3 separate regions of the Sus scrofa genome follow, and all the other regions are linked to region 1. Evidence: chromatin contacts called from public Hi-C data. All regions are on one chromosome and are shown on one strand. The core of a region is the stretch at or near the end of the contact, and the rest is flanking DNA. Distances in the headings are between cores, read along the strand shown.

Evidence for each region. Hi-C and Micro-C count contacts between places; a contact is called where the count stands out from the background.
Region 2: a contact with region 1 is called in a Hi-C map of liver, with 6 times the contacts expected there. The contact joins two enhancer-like sites. A contact is called at or near these places in 2 of 47 Hi-C or Micro-C datasets (fetal liver and liver) and 1 of 2 datasets of contacts at active chromatin or transcription factors (alveolar macrophages).
Region 3: a Hi-C map of liver shows a contact between it and region 1, with 1.9 times the contacts expected there. The contact joins two enhancer-like sites. A contact is called at or near these places in 2 of 47 Hi-C or Micro-C datasets (heart right ventricle and liver).

What each region holds. Positions count from the first base shown.
Region 1 is chr1:32,097,036-32,101,387 of Sscrofa11.1, reverse strand. No RefSeq gene overlaps it. Among named protein-coding and RNA genes, the nearest start is that of ARG1, 79 kb to the right of the region's middle. Within about 2 kb of position 2,552, at least 2 of the 83 cell types and tissues checked have an H3K27ac peak or open chromatin away from gene starts, as enhancers often do. A contact at or near this core is called in fetal liver and liver, where this site is marked.
Region 2 is chr1:32,230,724-32,235,290 of Sscrofa11.1, reverse strand. All of the region lies in intron 8 of AKAP7 (A-kinase anchor protein 7), which reads left to right. Among named protein-coding and RNA genes, the nearest start is that of AKAP7, 130 kb to the left of the region's middle. Within about 2 kb of position 1,955, at least 6 of the 83 cell types and tissues checked have an H3K27ac peak or open chromatin away from gene starts, as enhancers often do. A contact at or near this core is called in fetal liver and liver, where this site is marked.
Region 3 is chr1:32,291,173-32,295,392 of Sscrofa11.1, reverse strand. All of the region lies in intron 6 of AKAP7 (A-kinase anchor protein 7), which reads left to right. Among named protein-coding and RNA genes, the nearest start is that of AKAP7, 69 kb to the left of the region's middle. Within about 2 kb of position 1,907, at least 4 of the 83 cell types and tissues checked have an H3K27ac peak or open chromatin away from gene starts, as enhancers often do. A contact at or near this core is called in liver, where this site is marked.

The sequences.
Region 1 (4,352 bases), core at 1,303-3,802:
GATCCTTAACCCACTGAGCGAGGCCAGGGATTGAACCTGCAACCTCATGGTTCCCAGTTGGTTTTGTTTCCACTGTGCCACGACAGGAACTCCCCTACTGGCAACTTTTGAAAATAGTATTTCATGTTTTTAAACCTTGTCACCCATATTCATTCAGAAATTTTCTATGTCCATTTTCTTCCCTTAGTGTTGAAGAAGGGGAATGGCTGATCCTTGATCATTTTTTGTTTGCAGTTCAGGTTTTGTTTTTCTTTTTCCCTTTCAGGGCCGCACCCTTGGCATATGGAGGTTCCCAGCCTAGGGGTCTAGTTGGAGCTGTAGCCACCGGCCTACACCACAGCCATAACAACACCATATCCAAGCCACGTCTGCGATCTACACCACAGCTCACGGCAAAGCCAGATCCTTAACCCACTGAGCGAGGCCAGGGATCGAACCCACAACTTCATGGTTCCTAGTTCGATTTGTTTCTGCTGTGCCACGATGGGAACTCCTGCAGTTCAGGTTTTCGTTCAGTACCCATCAACACCCCTCTTATGGTTGAACTGTGTCCCCTAGCCCAAAGATACATCAAAGTCCTAACCCCAGTATCAGACCATGATCTTATTTGGAAATAGGATCTTTACAAAGGCAATCGAGTTAAAATGAGATTATCAGGGTGAACCCTAATTCAATATGACTAGTGTCTATACAAAAAGGGGACAGACCCAGAGACAGACAGGATACAGAGGAAAGATAGCCACGCAAACATTGAGGACTGGAGTGGTGCATCTGTAAGCCAAGGATTGCCAAGGATTTCTGGCTAACACCGTAAGCTAGAAAAAGGCAAAGAAGGGTCCTCCCAACATGTTTCAGCGGGAACATGGCTCTGCCGACACCTTGATTTTCAGATTCTAGCCTCCCAAACTGTGAGACGGTAAATGTCTATTGTTTTAAGCCACTCAGTTTGTGGTACTTGGTTACAGTGGCCCTTGCAAACAAAAATAACCTTGACTTCTACTATCCCCTGCCGGAAGCGCACAGAATTCAGTCTCCTCCTGCACCTGCCCTCCTAGCTGCTATTTAGGTTTTCATCCCAGTACTTTGATGGGACTTAGAATAATGCAATGAAAGGCTAATCATTTGTTAGACGTTCCAAAGAAGGCTTTAGGAAAATTATTTCACAATTTGAGGTGAGTGAATGCATGTGTTATAGTTCAAGATGAGGGCTTATTTATATAATCTCAAATTGGCTAGTGAATATGTTCGTTCATTTAAAAGCTGTGTAATTATTTAACCTGATTTAAGATGTAAGATAACTTAAGAAGACAGGAATCCTGCTGTGAAAATAATTGGATAGTGGGTTAAGTTTGGAGCTATTGCTTCATATGGATTTATGAATTATGAAAATAAGAATTTCCCCCTTGGAGTTTCTGCTGTGGTGCAGTGGGTTAAAGACCTGGCGTTATCTCTGCAGTGATGCTGGTTCGAACCCTGGCTCAGCAGAGTGGGTTAAGGATCAGGTGTTACCACAGCTCTGGCATAAGTCAGTCCCTGGCCCAGGAACTTCCATTTGCTGCGGGTGCGGCCAATAAAGAAAAAAAAATTTCCTCCTTGTCTTCTTCATCCTTCCTCCCTATTGATACACTCCTAGCCTCCCAACAGGGCACCACTTTTTCTCCTACAGGTTTTCTGTGCCCCGTCCCCAGGGCAGAGAACGGAAGGGCCCTTTGGTACTTTCCAGGATGCTACAGCAGGCTAGGTCCTGACCTGGAACATTTGAAGCCTCTTTGTGTCTATTGCTGAGGAAGGTGCTTCTCAGAGGCTGGTACTATTATAAGCTATCCTTATCATTTAGATGTCTGCATGTAATGTCATTGGTAATTTTTTCTTTTTTTTTTTTTCTTTTCTTTTTGTCTTTTCTAGGGCCATTCCCGTGGCACGGAGATTCCCAGGCTAGGGGTCTAATCAGAGGTGTAGCCACCAGCCTACACCACAGCCACAGCAACGTGGGATCCAAGCCGCACCTGTGACCTACCCCACAGCTCACAGCAATGCCGGATCCTTAACCCACTGAGCAAGGCCAGGGATCGAACCTACAACCTCATGATTCCTAGTCGGATTCGTTAACCACTGAGCCACAACAGGAACTCCGGTAACTTTTTCTATTTTTAATTCTGAGAAGGAAAATTTCCCCCTATCCTATCCATTGCCAATATTTAATCATCTAATAAATACATGTTTTCTTATTTCTGTTCTTCGTGAAAGGAAGACACTAATTCAAATTCTTAGAAAAGGGATTACCTTCCCAGAAGAAATGTGCATTTTATCAGGGCCCCTGATCCAAAGACATTAATACCTGTATCTCTTATTCTCTGTAGGGTTGCTGAGGGTGGATTTTGGGGGAAGGGTCTTACCTAGTGGGTCCTAAAGCACGTAGCCATGTGGCTGCCCACACTGTCTTTGTATAAAGTTATCCTGAAAGCTTGGCAATATGAAAGTGCAGCACTGTGTGTAAACTCTGAGGGTCAAACAGTATGTGGCCTCCCAGTTCATGGAGCAAAAAAGGTCAAAGTCCAAGAGGAGCTGATGCAGGAGATGGGGTGATGGTGGCCTCTTGCCCCTGAGACCGGTATTTCGCCATCCTCCCCACAGCTCATGTTTCCATGACCTTCCTTAAGTGGCAATCAAGCAGTGTTGGGTCAATGTCACCATCTGGTGACTAGTGCCACAAACCACCTGACCTGAAAGTTGTTCCTACTTTCTGGAACAAATTAGACAGAACAAAACCCAACTCCCAATACTCTGCTTTTCCTCAAGGATTAGCATTCACAACTTTTCCCTCTTTAATTGTCATATTGTAATAATATTTTCTATTGTGAATACATAACTTTTTAATAGATTACTCGTTTATTTTTTTCCCATTTAAAGCATATACCTTAATAGTTTTCTGCATAATCACATCACCACAATCCACTTTAGAACCATTTTAAGCAGCCCCCCCAAAGAAACCCCATTCTCCTTAGCCATCACCCATTCTCCTTAGCCATCTCTGCTCCCTCGCCCCCTCCCTTTACTTCCTGGTCCCCTATATGATTTTAATTTTAAATTAAATTAAATCTTTGAAGGCCAGTTCAATGATCTATTTGCTTTTCTTTTCTTTCTTCTTTTTTATGGCCACACCCGTGGCATATGGAAGTTGCCAGGCTAGGGACTGAATCCAAGCTGCAGCTGCACCCATACCACAGCTGCGAAACTTCAGCTCCTTTAACACACTGTGCTGGGCCAAGGATTGAATCCACACCTCCACAGCAACTGAGTCACTGCAGCTGGATTCTCAGTCCACTGAGCCACAGTGGGAACTCCCTGGTGATCTACTTTCTATGCCTAACGTTGTTTCTATGGGTAAATGTGTTCATAGTTACAAACTATTGAAATGTTAATGGCATTGACTTTTGGTTTGCAGCTTCCTGATAATTTGGAAGAAAAAAATATAAACATATATTTGAACACATATCTATATATCATCAAATACATATTTTAATTCAATATCAGGGTGCAAAGTGTGTCATTTTCTTTCACCCTTTGAATAAAATATTTTCGGAACCTCCATTTGGCTGTAAAGGCAAGAAATCCATTCTCACTCATTGTTAGACCCTCATTACTGCAATTTGAAAGGGTTAGTCAAAGGTCCAAGGTGTTTCAGGCAAAGTCTACTGTGAAGGGTCCTCTGTCTTTGGCCTTCGTGGTCACTGCTGACTGTAGTGGAAGCCAATAGAGGGAAGATGTTTCTACTGCTTTGTCAGCTGAGGTGCAAAGGAATCTTTGCCAAGTATTGAGGTTCCTTTCTCAGGGTCAGAGCTGTGTAGATGCTCCAGACAGATGTTCCTTCCCCAGGGGTCCTGCCGTCTCCCCAGAGTGCTTCCGTAGCTGTTCTCTCCCTGTCCTCTCACTGCTCAATGCCACCTGCCCGGGTGGGGAGGGTCCCCATCCCTCCCTCAAGCCCCCATCCGGTTAGAGCAAGCTCTTTCAGTTCAGGCCACCCTGCATTCCCACTCCCAGCCCAGCAGACCCCGATCCCAGCCTCTCCACCCCCAGAAAGCAGATAGTTTCAAAATCTCTCAGTTCTGAGCTGGGAGTAAAGGAAGCCACAGATCTTCTGGATTTCAGTCCTTGCTTGTCACCAAGGTTGGGTTCTGTGGGAAGAACAAGTGCTCCTCACGCTTTCTCACCTCCATATGCACACAAATAAAATAGAAAGTAAGCAACAGTAGCAAAGAAAACAAACACAAATTAATGTGGTATCTTAATAAACTGCCTTTAAATATGGATTCTTGTGATGGGACTCTGATGTTCTTAATCTGCTGAGGCAT
Region 2 (4,567 bases), core at 706-3,205, 130 kb before region 1:
AATTCATTTTTCAGTTGTTTATGGATCATGTAGAACTACAGTTAACTTTAGAAATATCTTTTAAATGTATATCTTTCTGTTATTGATTTCTTATTTGACTCCATTGTGGTTTGAGCACAGGCACTGGGTAGATTCAGTAATTTAAAATGTATTGATACTTGTTTTGTGGCTCAGAATATGATCTTCTCTTGTGAAGGGTTTCTGTACACCAAAAAGACTGCATGTTTTGCTGTCGTTGGGTGAAATGCTCTATAATGATCAGTTTGGTGGATTTGTCTACTACTGTTCAAGTCTTCTGTGTTCTTTCTGAACTTTTTTCTCCTCATTCTGTCAATCACAACAGTGTTTTTGAAATTTCAAACTGTAATTGTGGATTATCTGTTAGACTTTCCGTTCTGTTGGTTTTGCTTTAGGTACTCTATTGCTCTTAGGTGCATGCACATTTAGGGTTTTTATATCCTTTGGATGGATCAACTCTTTCGTAATTCTAAAACGTCCCTCTTTATGGCAGCTAATATTCTTTTTTACCTGAAATCTGCTTTGTCTGGTATTGATTCTCTAGCTTTCTTTTGATTAGTTTTAGCGTGATCATCCTTTTCCATCCTTTGACCTTCAACCATTCTCTGTTCTCATACTTGAAGTAGGTTTTTTACTTGAAGTGGTAGACATTCTGGTTGACTCATGTGTCTTATCCAAATTAACCATCTGACTTTTTATTGGCGTCTTAAGACCATCTTCCTTTTCACATGGTTATCAGTATGGGTGAGTTTAAGTCATACCCCTGGCTAGTTGGTTTCTACTTGTCTCATCTACTCTGTGTTCCTTTTTCTTCTCCTTTACTGCCTTATTTTGTATTAAGCAGTTTTAGGATTTCATTGTAGGTTCATTACTAGTTTGTTAGCTATGGCTCTTCTTTGTTTTTACTTTAGTGGTTGCTCTAGGGTTTTAAAATATACATCCTAAGATGGTATGCCTTCACATAATAATATGCCACTTCGTATTTAGTGCAAGACCCTCATGACAGTTCTTTCCATGTTCCATCTCAGTCTCTGCCTTAGTTGTTGTGTACATTTTTTCTTTGTATTTTATAAATTCCATTAAAAGCAGTTATTTGTCTTTTAAGAAGATTAACAAAGAGAGAAAGTATTTTATTTTTATCCATATATGTATAGTTTTTAGTTCTCTCCTCGCCTTTGAATAGATCCAAATTTCCATCTGGTCTCATTTTCCTGCCACTTAAGTTTTTTCTTGAACATTTCTTCTAAGTGCTGGTTGGCTGATGATGGATTAATTCAGCATTTATATGTCTGAAAAAAATCTCTCTTTCAGCCTCATTTTTAAAAGATAATATGTCTGGATAGAGAATTCTGTGCTGCCTTTTTCTTTTTCTTTTAGTAAAAATGCTGTGCTGTTGTCTTTTGGCTCACATTGTTTGTGATGCACAAGTCTGCTATCCTTCCTGTCTTTGTTCCTCTATATAATGCACCCTTTTTCCTTTGGCTGCTCTAATGATTTTCTTTTAATATTGGTTTTCAGCAATTTGATCATGATGTTCCATCTTCACATTCCTTATACTTGATATTTTCTGAGACTCTTGATTTTAGGTTATGGTTTTTTATAGGATTTCAAACATTCAGGCCATTATTTCTTCATATGTATATTTTTTTGCACTCTCCTTCCTCTTTCCTTGAAAACCTCTCCTGATCAGATTGGTGCAGTGGCCAGCCTTGCTATTCCCTCACTCTCTCTGTAACGCTTCCTTTTCTTTCCTGTTGCATCTGCCACAGTTCAGGTCCTCATTGTTTCTTTTTTTGTCTATTGCAACAATTTGTCTCTATTTTTGCCCCTCTCCACTCCTTCCATATTATATTCCACATGGCTATCACAGTGAGGTTTCTAAAATATGCTGTGCTTAAAATCCTGCAGTAGCTCCCCATCGCCTATAGGATGCGCTTGACTCCATAGCATGGTCCATAGGGCCCTTCACCCCTACCTGCTCTGTAGCCCTTCTCCCTGTGCCACCCCCACCCTAGCCATGGCACCCTGAACTCTTCATGCCAGTACCGTGAAGGTACCTCCAAGTCTGCACGTACATCGTGCATTTCCATTCTTCTGTGCACATGCTCATGCCTTTCTTAAATCTGGAAAACCTTCCTGCTTCCCCTTTCCCTGCGCCTGCAAACACCTGTTCACGGAGCTGACGTATCTCCCCTATGAAACGTAACCTTGTTATCCTTCCTGACGCCACTGGACCTTGAACATGTTCTGTTACAGCACTTCACCTGTTGTTTTGCAATCACTGTTTATTGGTCATCCTCCTAGACCGACTTCTGTGTGATCAGAGACTGTGTCATTTTTACATACTTAGTAATGGCACATAGTAAGTACTTTTATTAAAGTCAATTATTGAGTGCATGAGTGATTGGTATTTAGTAGGTATTGAACCATTCTTAAAATAATGTGAACTCAGATTTAATCATAGCACATGTATGAAATGCACAAATAAAATATTTGAGAGCCTACTCTATTCCAGCACGATGTTAGACTTTTTCCATCCCTTCTCTCTTATGTTTACAGCAGCACTACAGGGTCCATTAGCCTCATGAGTGGCCCATTTGAAACTGTATACCTCAGTATGGGACTCAGACCCACAGACTGGAACTCATACCCAGACAGAGGCCAAATTGGGACTTGAAACCACTGGGTTTTTTTTTCATTAAAATCACACACCTGGTCTCAGGACTTAGTGGAGTTCAGGTTGGTTGTGTCTTAGCACAGAAGAAGTTTGGTGAGAGGCAGAGTGACAGGTCAAAAGTAGATTTATTGAGAGATGGACAAAGTCTGGGCCATCTCAGAAGGTGAGAGAATGGCCCTGGGAGAAAGGCATTCCATAGACAGAGTGCGGGCCATCTCAGAAGGCGAGAGGTGAGAGCCTAGAGGCCCTGCAGTACGGGGTGGTGAGTTTTCATGGGCTGCGCAATTTCACAGGCTAATGAGGGGAGGGTTATTCCAGCTATTTCTGGGAAGGGGCAGGTTTCCAGGAATTGGGCCATTGCCACTTTTTGGCCTCAGAACGGTTGTGGCACCTGTGGGCGTGTCACTTAGCATGCTAATCTGTTACAGTGAGCTATGACGAGCTTCAAGGTCCATTGAAAGTCAGATCATCCACTATCTTGGACCTCGTTAGTTTTCACCAGTTTTTGTCACATCCTCAAGGGCTGTGTCGTTCTTTTAAGGGTTGTGCTCTACTCCCTTCCCTCCTGTTTCACACTGATGGGAAATTTCAGTTTGGAGAGATAGTGGACAAGGCTGTGCAGATAGAAAATGGCAGAATTGGATTTCAACCTCATATGTATATCATATTTTCCCCTCCTTGCACATGCATTAGGAGGTCTGTCAACATCACCGCCGATAGTACCATCACGCTATCAGGGTTTCCAATAAGAAATGACCGCATTACAACAGAAATTCTGTGGAGAACAATGTGGATCAAAGTGTGGACTCAGAAAACTGAGGTTACAAACTGAAAAAGAGAAGTCTGTCTAAAAGGCTACAATGTATGTCTGGAAAGAGTTCTTTGGTAGCCTGTTTGGCCTATAAACAGCCAGGGTCTGTGTCTTGTCCCATCTCCGATACGACCATATGATGAGCAGTCTTGAGGGTACAAGTCAGAGAGATCATCCTAAGCCATGTGATTTGGAGGTTCCTGCAATGATGTGTGAAGGGATTGGCTTCAGGCAGTGACTCGGGAACAGTGGAGGGAAGGGCACGTGCCTGATCTGGAGGTACCAGCTGTGTTAATAAAAGACTCAGGGGGCTCAGAACCACTAGTCTTCCTGACAGCTGTAGCTGGGGCTGCCTGGGTCGTGCCCCACCCACTCAGGCAACCGGTCACCCCGTTGGACCTTATCTCCTCTTTGTTTTCCCAGGAGGCTATTATTGATATTTGGTCTGATTGCAATCCACCCCACCGCTCCAGTTTAAAAACGATGAGGGTAGGGTGTTGGAGTGTAGTGTTTTCCAGAAGCCCTGAAGGTCGTTCTTTTGTACATAAAGCATCACCATTTAAAAAACTCATTTGTGCTTCTGAACCCTGAATAAAACTTACAAAGGCATGGTTCTTTCCTCTTTGGAATTTTTATTATAGAAAACATTTCTGTTTTAATTCTAAAACTTTCTGGTGTGTGGAGGGGGGGAAGAGGCTTTTTTTGTCTTTTTTTTTTTTTCCTTTTCTAGGGCCACTCCCACGGCATATGGAGGTTCCCAGGCTAGGGGTCTAATCGGAGCTGTAGCCACTGGCCTACGCCAGAGCCACAGCAATGCAGGATCCAAGCCGCGTCTGCAACCTACACCACAGCTCACGGCAACGCTGGATCCTTAACCCACTGAGCAAGCCAGGGATCAAAACTGCAACCTCATGGTTCCTAGTCAGATTTGTTAACCACTGTGCCATGACGGGAACTCCGGGGAAGAGTTTTGGTATTTGACAAAAGGAGAGGAGCTTGCTTTATGGCCACTCTATTTCCCAGGGTGTTGGCAGACAAGGGTCCAAGGACAGTGTCAGTTT
Region 3 (4,220 bases), core at 658-3,157, 190 kb before region 1:
GAGCACTTCATTGACATAAAAGATGTGGACAGGTGTCTGGCGCAGATGTCCGGCTGAGAGTTCACATAGGGATGATGGTAAAGAGCCTGTGTGATAATTTCCCCGCAGTGTTCAGTGCTGGTTGCAGAGGTCCCTGCTTTCTGAACTACCGTCCTCATGTAGGCACCTGTTTGCAAGTAATACCGTTTAGTAGAAGTAACCAAAATTCCTGTGGGAGAACTGAAAGTTCTATAGACTGTATTCAGAACTTTGAAAATGTAGAAACTCTCTTTCCAATTTCCTGACATGGAACTTCCTCTGCTACAATGTGGTATTTTGGTTCCCAGACTAGAGAACTAAATTCTCTGAGACTCTGAAAAGCAAAAGACTTTTTTTTTTTTTTGACAATTATATATTTTTCTAACACCATAAGACGTTCAGTCAGTGTGTTAATTTTGTGTATTCTTAGTTTCATGGACTTATAATGGGGTGTATTGCATAAGAGAATACTGAAAGTAGTTTTGTGTATTTTAAGGCTATTTTGATTATCACTGTGATTTCAAAGTTTTAGCTTCTTTAATCAAATGAAGCCTCAGAAAATCTTATTTAATTACTTTGTCTCTGAAATAATAACTAAATATCAAGTCATCTTTATAGTTTCTTTAGAGTATATTTGTTCCACATAGTTAGACAACTAGTTTAGGTTTATGCTTTTTATAATGCATTCTTTTGGATTTATTTTTCCCATTGAGTGACTGTATTTCTGTGGTTTTTGAACATTGCAGAAATTGGTTGGTTAGAAGTGTGTGCTAACACTTGGTGGCAGAAGAAGACCAATTTCAAATCAAACATGCAGGTCCAGATTCTTTAAGAAATAAATTCAGTATTTCCATGGATAGACCAGTTGTTTTTAAGCATAAATTATTTTGTAAACTTCTTAGATATCTTTCCTGAGTTATGACTTTCAAATTTCAAAGCTGTAAGTTATTAATGTGTACTTCCTTATAGCAGCTTTTCAGAGAGTCAGACAATGAGAGATTTTTAGAATGAAAGAAATGATCTTCTTTGAAATTATTAGTTATTGTCATTGAGGCTGGTTTGTTTTGAGTGCAGAATTTGATATGCACAAAGCAAGGGCAGAGGGGTGGTTGTCAGACTGTGTGATGATGAGGTTGGGGGAAGTAGGGAAGAAGATATAAGGCAGACATCAGTGGGAGTGGCAGTAAATAGTAGAAGAGAAGAGTGTGTGGGGAGTTCCTTTTGTGGCTCAGTGGGTTAAGAACCTGACTAGTATCCATGAGGATGTGGGTTTGATCCCCCCGGCCTTGCTCAGTGAGTTGAGGATCTGGCATTGCTTCAGGCTGCGGTGTAGGTCGCAGATGTGGCTCAGATCTGGTGTTGCTGGCTTAGGCCAGCAGCTGCAGCCTTGATTCAACCCCTAGCCTGGGAACCTCCGTATGCTATAGGTGTGGCCCTAAAAAAAAAAAAAGAAGACCACGAGGACAAGAGTGTGGATGGAAATGCTTTTCTGATGGTACCATTAAGAAGAAAACCCAATCCCTGTATTATTTGGTGATTGGATCAGGATTGTAATTTACAGTTTCTATGTTAGGTTGGCTGAATCCCAACCTTCTTGACATCCTGCCCAGCCAGGATTCTCTGCTGTCATCTTTCCACACCTACAACCATTATTTATTCTTATACCCATCAGGTAGCACATTTTCTTAGGATCTTGTTAACTGGCCTGGTGTAATTTGGCTGCCACTCAACCTTCCTGGGTCTGCATGATAATGGGCCTTTACAAACCATTTGAAACTCAAGGATACTGGTCTATTACTTTTCAAAGGAGCCTCTGTAATATATTTGGCTGAGTGTGAATTTTCTTGTTTTAGCTCTGTTGTTTAACTGGACAAATCTCCTAACCTCCCTTGACCTCTGTGCTCATGATGCAAGAGGAGCTTAGTCCTAATGACTCTTGACCCCCTCACTCTTCGGAAATGTTGTGTGAAGTAAGCATTTTAACCAAATAGGCTAATTTGCCTTCACATGGAGAATTTTTTTCGACTATAGACTGGCTTTCTTGTATGCATGGAAGGAGAAAATGACACACAGGGAAAGACCTTTAAGAACTGTTAGGAAGATGGTGGCAATCTTTCCACCTTTCCTCCTGGAAAACCTACGGAGCAATAAAGACGATGGGGACAATATCACAGACTACATTTTGAGTGAAACTGGGAGATAGAAAAATCTATAGATGCCAAATTATGTGCAAGTGTGGCCTGAAGCAACAGGGACCAGCAGAACTTGCGTGAGACGCTGCTTGAGGGTGCAGAATACTGTACAGGTCTATTGGCGTGAGAGCTCAGAAGCCATCAGCAAGTCTTCACTCCCAGAGGGTGAGGGCTCCACTGTAAGAAGGGACAGACGATGCCAAAGGGGGCCCAGAGGGCATGAGTCTCAGTATGTACCATCTTCAGAAAGGGAGGGGAGTGCCTTCAGGGCGAGTAGTGGAGATGTTGAGCAGGGACCCTTATTGTAAAGAGTTGTCCATCACTGCACCCGAGAGGGCCTGCCAGGCCACATGCCACTGTCATTCTTTCCCCGCACTTTAGGTGCCCTTGATATTAGGGAGCCTTTATTTATTATTCCTGACAATACTGGTCTTGGTACAAGATAAAGCAGATTGATTGTTTCAGTAACCTATTCCTGAAAATACATCTTTTCATATTATTAGGTACACTTAGATCTAAGGCTCTAGTATGGAATTCTTCGTGGATTTTTCTTAGTTAAAAATCAGTAAATAAAGGAGTTCTTTTGCAGCACAGCAGGTTCAGGATCAGGCATTGTCACTGTAGCGGCTTGGGTTGCCACTATGGCTGGGGTTTGATCCCTCGTCTGGGATCTTTTATATGCAGTGGGTGTGGCCAAAAAAAATCAATAAAGAAAACACAACAACACATCTCTTTGTTCGAGGTTTTTTTAGCATTAAAAATTCAGTGAAATCTGCTGTGAGATGGGATTGCAATTTCTTCTGAGATTCTAGGTGCCATTATTCAACTGTATCATCTATAGTGTGTCAAAGAGCACTGTATATATAGCTACTGATTTCACTTCTGTTTCAAATGCATTTTTCAGCTTCATGCTGTTGTGTTGTCTGTTTCCATATATTGAAAAAACTAAATAAGTAAGCTTATGATTATTTAAAAATTAGAAATGAGATCTACAAAGGTAGACTGACTAAATGTTCATTTGTAACCTTTGCATACTTTATACATCTTTGAATATTGAAATGTATAGGACATAATAAGAAGAAAGGTGTATTATTTGAAGGAAGAATTCTGGGAGTTGATTAATATCAAAATACCCAAATGGCTTCTGGTTAACCCTTTTTCTATTAGAGAGTTTGAAAAATTTGAAAACCCTAGAAGAAATGACACAGCCTCATGTTAAGTCTGTGCAAAGTGGAATGGAGATTAAAAAAATTATTATTATTAGTGTATTTTTAAAGTATAGTTGATTTACAATGTTGTGCTGGAGTGGAGATTTGAAGTTCAGTATTTTCATTGACATTTTCTAAAAATCTTCTCTCAGAACCTCTCTTAGGGTTTTATGAGAGATAAGGATTCTGTGATGGGTTAAATAAAGTTAATTTGAGTATTTATTTTAGAACTTCTTAGGATCTCTGACATAGGAATGTTTATTGTGAATCTTGAGCACTTACAGTGGCAAAGGTTTAGTTTTTGCCCCTCAACACGTGTCATCTGTGGCTCTGCTCCACCTTGTCTGTGTTTGGAACCTTGGCTGAGTGGCTTCTGGCTAGGACTTTGCTGGTCCTTTGGCAGAAGGCAAAGAAAGATGGTGATTCACAAGCTGAATGCTTCTGCTAAGAAGTGATGCACATCGTTCCTGTTTATGTCTTACTGGCCAAAGCAGGTCATATGGTCTCTTCTGAGTTCCGCAGAACAGGATGTATATAAACCTATTTGCAGAAAAGGACACCACAAGGAAAGCAATGAATGTTTTGAACAGTTTTATGTTCTACCCCAGCATCGTTTCCCAGGTATCAGCGTGTCCTTTTTTCATCCACTGCGTTTGGCAGCACCTGGTTTAGGAAATGCTGATTTTGATAGTTCAGGCTTAAATATATGTATAACACACACACACATAAATTATATGTATACACACACAGTTTTTTTGCCCACACCCACAGCATGCAGAAGTTCCCAGGCCAGGGATCGAAC